Linked DNA regions of Sus scrofa: region 1 is linked to region 2. Evidence: chromatin contacts called from public Hi-C data. All regions are on one chromosome and are shown on one strand. Each heading gives the region's core, a stretch centred on a gene start, on an enhancer-like site or on the middle of the called end of the contact. The rest is flanking DNA. Distances are from core to core; before and after follow the strand shown.

Evidence for each region. Hi-C and Micro-C count contacts between places; a contact is called where the count stands out from the background.
Region 1: a Hi-C map of retroperitoneal adipose tissue shows a contact between it and region 2, with 1.7 times the contacts expected there. The contact joins two enhancer-like sites. A contact is called at or near these places in 11 of 47 Hi-C or Micro-C datasets (blood, embryonic fibroblasts, fibroblasts and 5 more) and 1 of 2 datasets of contacts at active chromatin or transcription factors (skeletal muscle).

Annotation. Positions count from the first base shown.
Region 1 is chr5:77,350,800-77,357,629 of Sscrofa11.1, reverse strand. All of the region lies in intron 5 of LOC106510390 (a long non-coding RNA gene), which reads right to left. Among named protein-coding and RNA genes, the nearest start is that of SLC38A4, 140 kb to the left of the region's middle. Within about 2 kb of position 2,114, at least 1 of the 83 cell types and tissues checked has an H3K27ac peak or open chromatin away from gene starts, as enhancers often do. A contact at or near this core is called in retroperitoneal adipose tissue, where this site is marked.
Region 2 is chr5:76,961,565-76,968,467 of Sscrofa11.1, reverse strand. The region is part of intron 2 of LOC106510388 (a long non-coding RNA gene); the gene reads right to left. Among named protein-coding and RNA genes, the nearest start is that of SCAF11, 88 kb to the right of the region's middle. Within about 2 kb of position 3,892, at least 11 of the 83 cell types and tissues checked have an H3K27ac peak or open chromatin away from gene starts, as enhancers often do. A contact at or near this core is called in retroperitoneal adipose tissue, where this site is marked.

The DNA of each region.
Region 1 (6,830 bases), core at 865-3,364, 390 kb before region 2:
AGAGTGATAAGGGAAAGGTGTGAGCATATTTTTTTTATTACTTTGTGTTTACCAAACTCTGGATGAAAGTACCAATCATGGTAATAGTGTAAATAGAGAGATTTCCTAAAATTTTCCCGGATCTGTTCCTTTTTTCCTTAGTTTTTCTTTTTTTTTTAATTAAAGTATAGTTTATTTACAATGTTGTGCCAATTTCTGCTGTACAGCAAAATGACCCAGGTGTGTGTGTATGTATATATATATATTCCAAAAGTTCCCTGTGCTATACAGTATAACCTCATCACCCATCCATTTTGAATGTAATAGTTTGCACCAAGATCTCTTCTTTAAGTTTAACTTCAAGTATAGAGAGCTGCATGATATAGTGGGAGCACCTATAAGCTCTGCCTTGCAGAGACCTAGCTTCTAGTCCAAGCATGGCTTTATTTTTCAAGCACAAATACATCACTCCTCAACTCAAAATCCTCCAGGGGCTAAAAACTCAAAGCCATTGCCACACCCATCAAGCCCTATACAATGTGTCCTCTCCCCTCACTACTCTCAGATCACATTCCCTGCCACTCTTCCCTCCATCCATTCATTCTGGTCACGCTGGCCTTTGAGCATGAGTCCTCCTCAGGGCCCTGCACTTGCTATTCTATCTGCCTGGAATGCTCTTTCCCCAGATATCCACATGGTTCATTCCCTCACCTCATTCAAGACACTGTGCAAATGTCACCTTCACTGAATATTTTATCTAAAACAGCACTCTCCCTCATCACCCTTTAGCCCTCATCTTGTTTAATCATGTTTTCTTAACAATTCCCATTACCTGGCTTACTATATATTTGTTTAATTTTTATTGAATATTCACCTTTCCATTAGAATATAAATTCGGAGTTCCCATTGTGGCTCAGCGAAAATGAATCCAACTAGTATCCATGAGGACTTGGGTTCGATCCCTGGCCTTGTTCAGTGGGTTAAGTATCCAGCATTGCTGTGAGCTGTGGTGTAGGTCAAAGATGCAGCTCGGATCCTACAGCTCCGATTCAACCCCTAGCCTGGGAACTTCCATATGTCCCATGTATGGCCTTAAAAAGCAAAAATAAAGAATATAAATCCATGAAAGCATGTATCTGTTTCGCTCATTGCTGTAACCCCAGCATGTAGAATAGAACCTACCACATGATAGGCACACAATAAACACATGGTGAATGAATGCATGAAAGAATGACTGGGCAAGACTCAATCCCACTCTCACTCCAATCTGTAAAATGACGAAGTTGTATCAGAAAATCTTTCATTTCTCTTCATGCTCTAACACTCTATAATTCTTTAGTTCCCTAGGGCAGTGTTCTCAATCATTATATTAGAAAAAGGAAAGAGTTTCCTAGTGGCCTGTAGTTAAGGAATTGGCATTGCCACTCCTGTGGCTCAGGTTCAACCCCTGGTCTGGGAACTTCTGAATGACAAGAATGCAGCCAAAAGAAGTAGCCAGAATGACTGATAAGAATTTACCACTTAGAATGCCCTGGTGGTTCAGTGGGTTAAGAATCTGGGATTGTCACTGCTTTGGCTAGAGTCTGATTCCTGGCTCCAGAACCTCCACACACTGCAGGGATGGCCAAAAAAAAAAGGAGGAAAGAAGAAGTTCCTAGGGAACAATGTGCTTCTGAAAGGCCAAAAGTTCTAAGTAAATATGAGATTATCATCAGCAGAACTTAAAGTATTGCTCATAGAAAAAAAAAAAAAATCTGTTCCCATTCTGTCTGTTAAACATATTCCTCAAAAGACACCGTTGTAAGTATCTGGATACCAACCTTTTGCTAGAAAGAGAATTTTTCCACTGCCTTGGTGGCAACTCTTTGACAGCCAATTCCACAATCACAAACCATCTTCATTTTGGAAGATTCCAGAGTTTGGAATGTGTCTTAGTCTGTTCAGCTGTTATAAAAAAAAAATTCCATAGATTGGGTATATTATCAAGCACAGAATTTTATCTTTCACAGCTCTGGAGGCTGGAAAATCCAAGATCAAGGTGCCAGCAGATTTGGCATCTGGTGAGAGCCTGCTTCTTGGTCCCCGGACAGCCACCTTCTCACTGTGTCACATGGTGAAAGGGGCAAGGGAGCTCGCTGGGGTCTCTTCCATGAGGGCAGTCACCTCCCAAAGGCTCCACTTCCTAACACCATGGGGTTGGGGAGTTCCTATTTCAACCTGTGAATTTTGAGGGGACAGACATTCAGTCTATACAAAGTAGGGAAAACGACAACTCGTTCCTTCAATAACACAAAAGAATTCAGGACTTGGCTACTTGAAATATGTGATGCTGAATGTCCTTATATCCACAGACAGCCAGTCTGAAGGAGAGGTTCTAGTAATGTTGAACCAATCAGATTGTCCTTAGTCTGCAACACCCGCATTGCGCTGGGTCATCATGGCCCCAGTTGCCCTCCATTACCAATTCTCTTCCTTCTACAATATGTTGAATAGCTTTAAACACTGTGTTGAAGGGTCCCTCCACCCTGTGTCAGAGATGACAAAGCTGAGAATCAGAATAAGAAACTCAACCTAGAATATTTTCCCTCTTGTATAAAACTGTTAAGTCAAGGGCTTAGAACAGAACAGAATAGGAGTTCCCCTTGTGGCTCAGCAGTAACAAATCTGACTAGTATCCATGAGAATGCAGGTTCAATCCCTGGCCTCGCTCAGTGGGGTTAAGGATCCGGCATCGTTGTGAGCTGCGGTATAGGTGGAAGACATGGCTCGGATCCCATGTTGCTGTGGCTGTGGTGTAGGCAGGCAGCTGCAGCTCCAATTTGACCCTAGCCTTGGAACTTCCAAAGGCCGGGAGTGCAGCCCTTAAAAAAAAAGAAAGGAAAAAAGAAAAAAAGTACATCATAGAACATAAAATACTTCTTGAGTGGCTGGGAGGGTGGTGGAGCCAGGTGTATCTGGGTTCAAAGCCAGTGCTATTTTCACTCTACCCCACGCCCTCCCAGGCCACATCAGGAGGTCAGGAAGTACAGCAGGATAGACCTAGTCGTCTCAAGGCTCCTCACTCCCTTGCATCTGTGATTCATTTGTAGCCAAAAAATGTCTGTCTTCTTAGAGTCATGAGAAAAATAAAGTACAGTTCAAAGTAAAACAAAGAGACAAAACGGAAACATCAAGATGAAAGCTCAGGAATTCTGTTTCAAATCCTGCCTCTGAGTCTTAACCACATATCACTTGGGCTCCCTGAACCTCAGTTTTCTTGTCTGTATAACAGTGTTATTTGTCTCTTTCTCGGAGGGTTACCCAGCACACAGTAGACCCTTGGGTTTTATATTCATTATAAAATGCTCATGAAAAGACTACGATCCGTCCAATCTCTTGGCCAGTTGGCTGGGCCAGCTTATTCACTCGTGAGACCAGTCCCCACTAGAGAACCCTGAACCAGCAAGAAACGCAGAAAGACTATAAGGAAAGGATTCTATTTCACTGTTGCGGTTAGGTGGCAGCATCAATATTTACAAGTCTGTCTCATCATTGTTGCTACAGCCACAGAAAGATCACAATCTCCTGAACTTTCTAATGAGACTGGGTTCTAGGTTTTAATCACTCCAATCCTAGATCTTTCTCAGTGCCTTTACCTCTTATGGAAACCTCTGGCAGCCTCACTGTGTAAGTTTAGCAGGAAAACACATGTAGGTTGTAGTTGCCCCCTGTTACAAGTTTTTATGTACAGATGTTACATAAATGCTTGTCCCCTGTTCCGTTCCTGACCTTAGACAAAGGATGATAAAATCTCTTAGATACCCTGGCAGACATTATCAAGAAAGGACATCAGAAATGAGAAGCTGAGGTCACCCCCTGTATATGTCCTTCACCCTCCCTCCACACTCAAGATACTATTTCTAGAACTTTCTGTTTCAGATTGCAAAAGCCTTAACAGCGAAGATGGGCTTCTGTGGTCCAACACTTAATTCAATAAAGATCCCCCTTTTAAAGGCTGATCCTGTCTAACAGGTGATTTTTCACACACTCTGAGACGTTTTTGCAAGTGAAAGGGGATTTTAACGATAATAATGGCAGGCGGCAGGCACAGAACACTGAGTTTGTGATCATCTTGTGCTTAATTGTGTTTAGAAACTATCCAATTAAAATATTTACCATCTTAATATTTTACGGGGGGGGGGAAACTTCTTCTTAGAAAATTTTTTAATGTAAAAAGTGTTTGTACTTGTTCTATACAAATAAGACTGCTTGGCCCCCAGGGCCAGTTGGTGTCAGCCTCCTTAGAGGTGGATGGAATCTTTAGGTCTTCTCTCCCTCCCCCTGCCTCTGGTCTATTAGCCCTTTGAGTCCTTTCTTTAAGGAAGGTCTCTCTGGCTCCATTTCTAGTAAGGACTTCCTCCTCTGACCCCCCTCTGGGCAAACCCTATACAATTATGCTTGTCTTCTCTCTGGAACTGCTTTGAAATGCTATGTTATTGTCATGTCAAAAAAAAAGTGTTTTGACTAATTTCCTATCCTAAACAATACTTGAAATCCATTTTTGCAAGGATGAAAATGCCAAACCAATTACTCATGTCCCCTAAAAAGTAAAATTTGGCCTTGGCTTGTTAAGAGGAATGTAGACACAGAGACAGAGACAGTCCGTCGAAGAGGTAGATCTGGCTGCTGGAGACAAGAAGCACATGCCCAGGTGACAGATGTGTGTCACACAAGTGCCCGCCATCCACTGGGCAATTTCCTAAGAACAATATAGTCAGTATGTTTACTGGGAAATCCCACTGAAAAAAGGAGCATTATGAGTGCTCTTGGATAGTAGATATTAAAATTCAGACTAAATGTAGAAGTAGAAAGGACATAATGGGACAAAGTGGGGGGTGGAGAAGACCAAAGACAAAGGCTATGCTTCGTTGTTCTCTTGCTTTCTGGGCATGAAATAAACAAAAATGAGAATGTTTGTAACAAAAAAAAAATCTCCATTCTTCAAACTCCTACCTGACCACTTCAGGAGGGAGGAAATATAGACATGTGACAGAAAAGTAAAAAAAATAAAATAAAAGCTTCATCTATTTAAAAACAAATCATGCTTAAAGGTTTTCTTAGCTGTATCTTCCCCCATTTTTCAGCCAGAGCAGCCATTTCTACTTTTGTTCTCTCTTACCCAGTTGTTCAAAATAGAAGGTTCTAACACAATTATTTAAAAAAAAAAAAAAAAAAAAAAGAATCCTCCAGGGACACTAGCTCAGATAAAAAGAGCTTCACTTAGTGGATAGCTGAGCTCTGAGCAGCTTGCAAGCAGCATTCCAGGAGTCCAGAGTTCGCAAGGCATTTTTAAAAACGGCTCTGGAGTTCCCTTAACAGCCAACCCCAATTATCCACAAATATATTTATTATATGACCTCATCAGTTGTTCCAAATAACAACTTATATACATCATGATTTTTTTAAAAAATAGCTATCAATATGGTGGGTCAAAACATCTCTCTAACCTGCACACACACTTGGGCTGCCCTGGGCCTCCCTCCCACACTCAGCTGCCCCACCCGAAGCACAAAATGTTCATGAGCAGGCTCAGTCATTATTTCTCTAGGGACCCTGAACACTGGCCTTCTGTTTGGAAGTTCAGTTCCCAAACACTTCCCCAGAACACTCAAGCCACAGTTAAACACACTTAGTTCATTTGGTCTCCATGAATACACCATACACAGCTTCTTATTTCTGGTCAAAACAAAGTTCAACAAAACATAAAGATGGCAAATGTTTTTCTCATAAATAAAAAGGTGTTATCCAGAAGCGCCTCTTGTTTAAAGGCACAGAGGTGGTCAAGGAAAAAAAAACAAAAAACAAAAAACAACTTTCTGAGCAGTGAGGTACAATCTTGCATCCAAGTGAGGTGAAAGGTTTAATGCCAGTGTTCAGGGCGCTAGAATCACAAACTAGCTGATTCCTCTTGGGTCCTGCCCGGCATGCAGACCTTTTGGCCAAGTTCATGTCAATTTACCTGAAGCCATTACTCAGGAAACAGGCTTCTGTTCCTCACTTAACATGTTCTTTTCAAAGCACTGGGGGTGACTCACTAAAGGAGCCTTTTTCTTGAAGTCATGAAACTTTTTGCTCACAGTGTGAAGTTTACCCTCCTAATTGCTAATTCCTTTTTTAACGTATGGGATCTCCTCAAAGAGAAATATCGTCATTCAGCCATTTGATACAAAGGACATACCCCATTAAATTTCTTGTAAAATCTAATACATCAAGGAGGGAAGTCAAAAATCCATGGCTGAGGCTTTTCCTTCTCAAGAGGTGAGGAAAGAAATTACTCGCTCTCTGGTAGTCTGTTAACTCTTGGCTTGCCAATGTCATCCCATCTTGCAGTAGATGTTTTCCAAAGAATGGCTCCAAGTGCCGTTAGGCTTGGGTTATGCCATTAAATAAACTACTATATTTAAAATTAATGTAATCTGGCGTTCCTGTTGTGGCTCATCGGGTTTAGAACCCAACATAGTGTCCGTGAGGATGCGGGTTGGATCCCTGGCCTCGCTCAGTGGGTTAGGGATCCGGTGTTGGCGTAGGTCACAGATGTGTCTCAAATCTGGTGTTGCTGTGGCTATGGCGCAGGCCTGCAGCTGCAGCTCTGACTCAGCCTCTGGCCTGGGAACCTCCATAGGCCCCAGGTGTGGCCCTAAAAATATATATATAAAGACATATATGAAATTTTTAAAATTAAGTAATTATTTTCTATCATAGGTATCATGTTGGAGGAAGACATGAAATTGTGTGAATCTTTCTGGCTAGTCAATGTCCACAGAATTGGGAGCTGTTTCCCTGCTCCAACTGAAATGGCTGAATATACTGGA
Region 2 (6,903 bases), core at 2,643-5,142:
TGGAGCATACAAGATGGTTCATTCACATGTCTGGCACCTTGGCAGGGGTGCCTGGGAAGCTGGCTTCAGCTGGGACTGTGCACCAGAACACCTTCGTGTTGCCTCCCCAGCATGGCGGTCACGGGTAGTGGACTTCTTACATGGCAGCTCTGGCCTCCAAGAGGCACAAGAGGCCTTGGCCCTAAGAAGTCACACAATACCATTTAGACACATTTACACCCTATTCGATTGGTTGAGGAGTCACATATCTCCCCAGGTTCAGGGAAGGGAATGTAGATACTGCCTCTTCATGGAACGTGGGTCAAATAATTCAAAGCCTTGTTTTTAAAATTGCCAAAGAGATGGAATTTATGGGAGGATAGAAGCACCTATACCAAAGCACAAGAACAGGACTGGGAAAGAAAGCTAACAAAACAGATTTGATTCAGGCTTAAGAGTTCTTCCCAATTTGGGAATAGGAATTCCATCAATATTCATATTGGATCTTGACTGTGCCAAGCCCCCATCCAGTTCATAAAGAACTCCCTTGTGAGGTCGTTTGGGAGCCCAAAGGAGTTTCCCAGGAGGGTCTTGCACATGCTTAAGAATCGGTCTGGGTCACCATCTGCACTGGTCTCAATGACACCATTTCATGCAACATTTTTGAGGGACCTTAGAAAATGTTCCAAGGTGCAAAACTACTTAGAGACATACCACAGGAAAGGTACACTGTGGTGTATTGCTACATCTGTTGGCTACTGGCCATCCAAGCCACGGAGCACCGATGGCCTCAGTCACTCCAAGCTGTGCACGGTCTCTACTGAGATGCGACTACTGCTCGTGGCATTGACTACCGAGGCTAGCCATCTTCATCATGCTCTGACATCTGTGCAACCTCTTGCACAGTGAAGAGGATGTGCTTTATTCTCTGTTGTCAATTACTTGGAGAGTCCCACCATAGAGGATTGCTTGAACTTCAAAACAAGAAGAATTTTAATTCACACACAGAGATCCAGGATGCTGGAAAAGCCAGAAGGAGCTCAGAGGCCAAGGCTACAGCCTATACGAAGCAACAACTTCCCTCCAGCCCCTACTCAGTCCTTTTGCTAAGTTTGATTCAGCCTACCAGGGTTCGCCTTCTTGCCCTATGGCTTCTAACCTGTCCCCTACACACTTCAAATGTGGCACACAATCCCACATCAAATATGCTTGATTATGTCTACACTAGATTTTAAACAGTTTCAAGTTCTCCTCCACTCTTATGTGTGGAGAGAGCAGGTTCTTAAGGGAAAGAAATGTTGCTTTGGTTCACATTTTAGCAGCCAAGCCTCAATTTCAGCCCAGCAAGGATGGCTACTCTGCCTGGAATGATCGCTTTTACAGGTCAATAGTATAACTCCTCCTTTATTTGTCCGTCTTCATCTCTGGACTGTGAGCTGCAATAAGGGAGGAGACTAAGCCAACAGTCACCACGTTATACCCCAGACTCAGCATGGTCCTGAGCACATAGCAGGTTCCACAAAACATCTGTTGAAAACTGACAAAGGAGAATTCAAAATGATGCCGTGGGTCTACAAAGTAACAAAAGAGCCTCAATCCTTTAAATAACTGTCAACAACCTTTCTATAATACTAATAATCATTTAAGAATTTCTTCATAAAATGACAATACGTCTTATTCAATAAGCACATGATAAAAGATGGCAATGTCAGCTGGAACCCCAAAAACAATCTCGCCAAAATGTAGGGTTTCAATACTCTGTTCATCTTTGTATCATCTGTGAGATGTCACTGTTTGATGCATATAATTGAAGCTCTTCCCACAAATGATTTTTTAAAACTTTAAGTGTAGAAGACAGAGGGCCCAAGGAATATTAAGTTTTAAAAAAGAGGTGTTCGAGGTCTCTGGAGGGGAGGGTGTGAAGGAGGCATCTATGATTTATTACTATAAATGAAGGACATGCACATTTTTGTTTGTTTGGTTTTTGTTTTTTACGGCAGCACCCACAACATTTGGAAGTTCCCAGGCTAAGGGTTGAATCAGAGCTACAGCTGCCAGCCACGGCCACAGCCATAGCAACACCAGATCCCCGACCCACTGAGCAAGGCCAGGGGTCGAACCCGCATCCTCATGGATACTAGCGTTTCCACTGCGCCACAATGGGAACTCCCAATGACTTGCAAATTTAATGCAAGTTTTATGCAAACCAGAGTCCAGTATTCCCAATAAACAGCCGATATTCCCAGTAAGCAGTAATTCCTTTCTATAACAGGACCGGTGTAGCAAAACAACCACAGTAGTAATATTAATCTCTGCCAAAATTATAATCACTATGATACTTTCTCAATGGGACGAGGAGAATGTGACAGTCCCTAAAATGAAGTTCATCAAACAAACAAAAGACAGAATGCATTGATGATGGTTAGCCATGTGAGGGCTTGAGTTTGCAAACAGGACTGGCAGTTCACACTAGCACTGAGGTGCCCTGGTACTGTTCATTTGGGGCCACACCCCACAGGACAACAAGCTCCCTCACAATGCTGTGCCAGTGTTTCCTCACTCAGGCATAGAGACAGAGTATAGCAATGACTGTCCCTCCCTTTCCGCTGGGCTTGCCAACGGTAGGGTCACTTGGAACCAGTTCTGGGACCCTGTGGCACTGAGAAGAGACCACCTCATTTCCTGTGGATGAGAAAGTAGTCTGCAGATGTCCAGAGGCAAGTCACTACCAACCTATGTTGGATTTTGACAGGACCTAGAGATTCCCAAAGTCAGCTTTTCAAAGAGTGCGTGCTACTTAGATTAGATAACAGCCATTCTTTGAGGGACGTGTTTGTTAGACGAGTCCAAAATACAGATCTTTCATTTAGTATCTGACATGATTGGACCTGAAGAAAAAGCCAGGAGATACACAAATACCTAGAAAGGTCTTAGCCCCCACCCCCAAAGAAAATACAATGCTCAGAACAATGTAATCATACTTACAATTATTAAAAAAAACTGGAATCTAAAATATGGCACAAACATTCCTATCTACAAGATCAAAAGAGATTATGGACATGGAGTGCAGACTTGTGGTTGCCGGGGGATGAGGGAGGAAGTGGGATGGATGGGAGTTTGGAGTTAGTAGATGCAAACTATTCCATTTAGAATGGATAAGCAATGAGGTCCTACTGTACAGCACAGGGAACTATATCCAATCTCTTAGGGTAGAACATGATGGAAGACAGTATGAGAAAAAGAATGGATATATGTATGACTGGGTCTCTATGCTGTATGGCAGAAATTGACACAATGCTGTAAATCAACTACACTCTAATTAAAAAAAAAGATTCCATAAAAATATGATAATATATTGATATAATATAACCTTATATGTCACATCATTAATATGGAATTAATTTAATTTGATGGTATGTTATTGATAAATAGTAGTAACATATGCATAATAAATCCTTTTTATGCCAAAAATAAATAAATACATGAATATAAGAATTCTGAAAAAAATTTGGATTTTTTTTTAAACATTTCCACATGAAACTGGAAATAGAGACAACATTTTATTAGGTTGTGATTTGACACAGCAAGAGAGGTTGTCTACTCTGCAAGGCAGCTGGGTTAACAACCTGGACAGAACTGACGTCAATTCTCTTAAGCTGGCTCGTCAATTCAGCTCAACAGGTCATTTAAGTAAATGCTTGGTCTATTTATCTCTTTTTCAAGGAATTAACTGGTTGCTTGATGACATGCTCAAAGGGGTTTGCTATTTTAACATTGGTAGGTATAAGCTCTTATTAATAGCTTTTTAAAAAGGAGAAAGAGGAATAAAAACTGCTAGCATATATTTTAGGTACCTCAAACACACCACCACAGCCACCACCACTTCCTGTAAATTTTGAAAACTTCCTCACCCTTTCATCTCAACTGTTCAGTTCAGCAGCATTACAGAACAATAGGTCTGGTGCTATAGGATCAGTGTCTCATTTTAGAAAATGGTAAGAAGGGGTGTTAAAGTATATTGTAGGGCAAACCATTCTCTTCCACAATCAAGTTCCTATCTTGGCCCATAAAGTCGAAGCTTCCTCCCTCCCTCCCTTTGCTGTCAGCATCCTTGACCAAGGGAAGAGAAGTGATCTACCCAATTAGTATGACTGGGACGCTTAGGAAGTAGGAAATGAGTGTGCAGGGCACAGCCTCTGCCTCTTTGTCTTTTTCTCTTGGTCCCTCTGTCACTCACTATGGACTGACCTTAAGACAAACACATTTTCTGCTCTGAAATGCAAGAAGTGACTTCTACCCCTTGGGGAGAGATTCACAGCCTGTGATGATCCAGCCCTGCCAGCAACTGGGAGGGTAAACTCAGTTCAGGGACAAAGAATTAGGAAGCCCACTTGGCCACAGAGCTATGCTGTGACCTCTAATCAGGTGTGTTTGTAATTAAGTTGAGATATTGATCTTTTATCCTTCCCTTCCAAACTTCCAAACTCAGGAGGGAAGGAAAGGGATGTTACTTATTGCTCCTTCCCAAAAAGTCAATACATTTAAATTCTAATTGTGTGTTATAGTTAATATTTTGATTTTTCATCTGACTTTCTAATTATGGCACCAGATTAATGCTGAAGCAGGAATGAAAGAGCCTGGTATACCTATCTATAAATATTGATGTTTTGGTAGACATTCACCAACCAGCTTTCTGGGAAGAAAAAGTTGATCATCTCTGTGATGTGAAATTTCAAGCCGCTCATGGTGGTGACATCACTGCCTCAATGTCACAAGCTGGAATTTACCAGCTGCAGCACACCACAATCTATAAAGAATGCTGAACTTCTGTTATTTCCTGAGAATTAAACTCCAAGGATTCTTGTGCCAATTTTATAAACAAACTACCACTTTATTAGCTCTTGAAACTAATAAGTGACTGCAATCCTTATTATCCAGCTGCCTGTTAAAGAAGAATCACCTACTGCAACATGCAGTTCAGATAAGATGCCATTAGTTGAATCATCCTTCTTTTCTTTTCTCCTCCTCTCTTCTTTCCTCTACCAAACAGACTGTTTGGCTGTCAGGAGCAGCAGCGGAAACACCCTGTGAAGGACTGTTCACAGCCTTTTGAGAGATGTGGATGACCATGTTGGCTAAAATGGAAAGTTAAGACACATTAAGGGGCACTAATACTTGTGGAATCCCCTAGCTAGGACCTCCTGAAGTTTGGAAGGCGTATAATGCATTGGAAAGAATGGACTTACAAGTGACAGAGAGTTGGATGTGAATATTTACTGATGTTTACTGGCTCTGCCACCCTGGAAAGTGAGTAGCAGCAGGCCTGTAATACATTCTCTCTCTTAATTGAGGAAATGTGCCTGGGAAAGAAAGGAAGATAATCCGGTTAATTTCCTTGCAATTACGTAGTGACAGACCCTCAGGCAAACACACTAACACTGCCTGTAATCCTTATCTATGGAATGCTTTGGGCAGGATGAACCTGATCTCTCTAGGATTGATTACCATGGTAATCAAATCTGAAATTTATGAATATATGGAATTTTGTTTCCTAATATCATCACATAATCTATGTAACTATCGGAGGATAAAATGGAGATATTTCATGAAAGGAACAGCTCTCTTCTGCATACACCACTGCACATGAGAGACACTTTCTATTATTCAAGGAGACAACTAGTCTCAGTGTAGCAAGAAATGACCTAAGAGCTGTGTTTGTGGGTCCCAGTCTTCTCCTTGCTTTATCTATGCCTTGAAGTTTTTCGTATCTATTGACCTAAAACAAACAGACCACCAGTTATTTCTCCAGCAAAGATGGGTTTACTTGGGATCAGCAGAGAATTGCAAATCTGAGTCTGCATCCATGGTGAGCTACATGCAAGTCCCAACATGTAAAGAGAAAGAGACTGCTTTTATAGAGGGGGGAAATGAAGTTGGGAGGGCTATAGTAAACAAAGATTCCATGACTTTTCATTGGCCTGGTCTTTGCCAGGAAAGAAAAGGAGTCTTCTTCTTGTCAGGCTCTGCTGTCATTGCAGGGCATGAGAGTTCTCCCTTTTGGTCTCCCATCTCTATTTATTTAAGCTTTCTCTTTATTAATTTTTTTTAATAATTTTCCCCTTTTGATCAAGATCGTTCTCTGAAAGCATCACTGATCAAGACTTGGTTTTACCAGTTTCGGCAGCTTTTTGTCCCTCAATACCAGGAAGACCCTTTCCTGGGTGTGGTGTCTCATGTTGGAGAGAAAATGCAGATTGGAAACCTATTGAGGACGCATGTGAGTAACGATGAGAGGTAGGGAGGAGAACTCTCAGTCACCTTTAATCTACAGTTCATATGTTGTCAAGCTCATAGACATGGGAGATCATCTGAAGTGTTATGTCATCATCAGAGGTTTGTTGACAAAATGATAAAGCGGAATCTTCACAGTGCACTTCTAGGAGATGAAGCCCTTTCATGTTACACCTTTTAATCTGGATACTTTGTCTTTCAGAAAAGACACCTTCAGAAAGAACCTCTTCGACCTTGCTGAAAAGGCCCTTATCAGGTATGGCCAACCAGCCACAGGGCCACCAAATTCCAGGGAATAGACTCTTGGATTCATGCAGCATACCTAAAGACAGCACCAAACCCTGGCTGAAACTTGCACATCTGGTGACACGAAAGTACAGATTTCCCAGAATTGAAGCAGATGACATCCATGAGATAGCTTTTTCAAGATGTCCAGACCAGGCCTATTGGAAATTTGTTAACAAACCACAAGTCAAACAGAGTAAAGAGGTTACTTCCTTTGAGAATGGATGTTAGTAACATGCGAGGGTCAGGAACAGCAGGGTGTTGTGGGGTAACACTGTTGTTTACTGCTCAGAGGCCCTGGCAAACCTCCACTCTCAGCCCTTAGGTTTTCTCCCTGGTAACATGAGA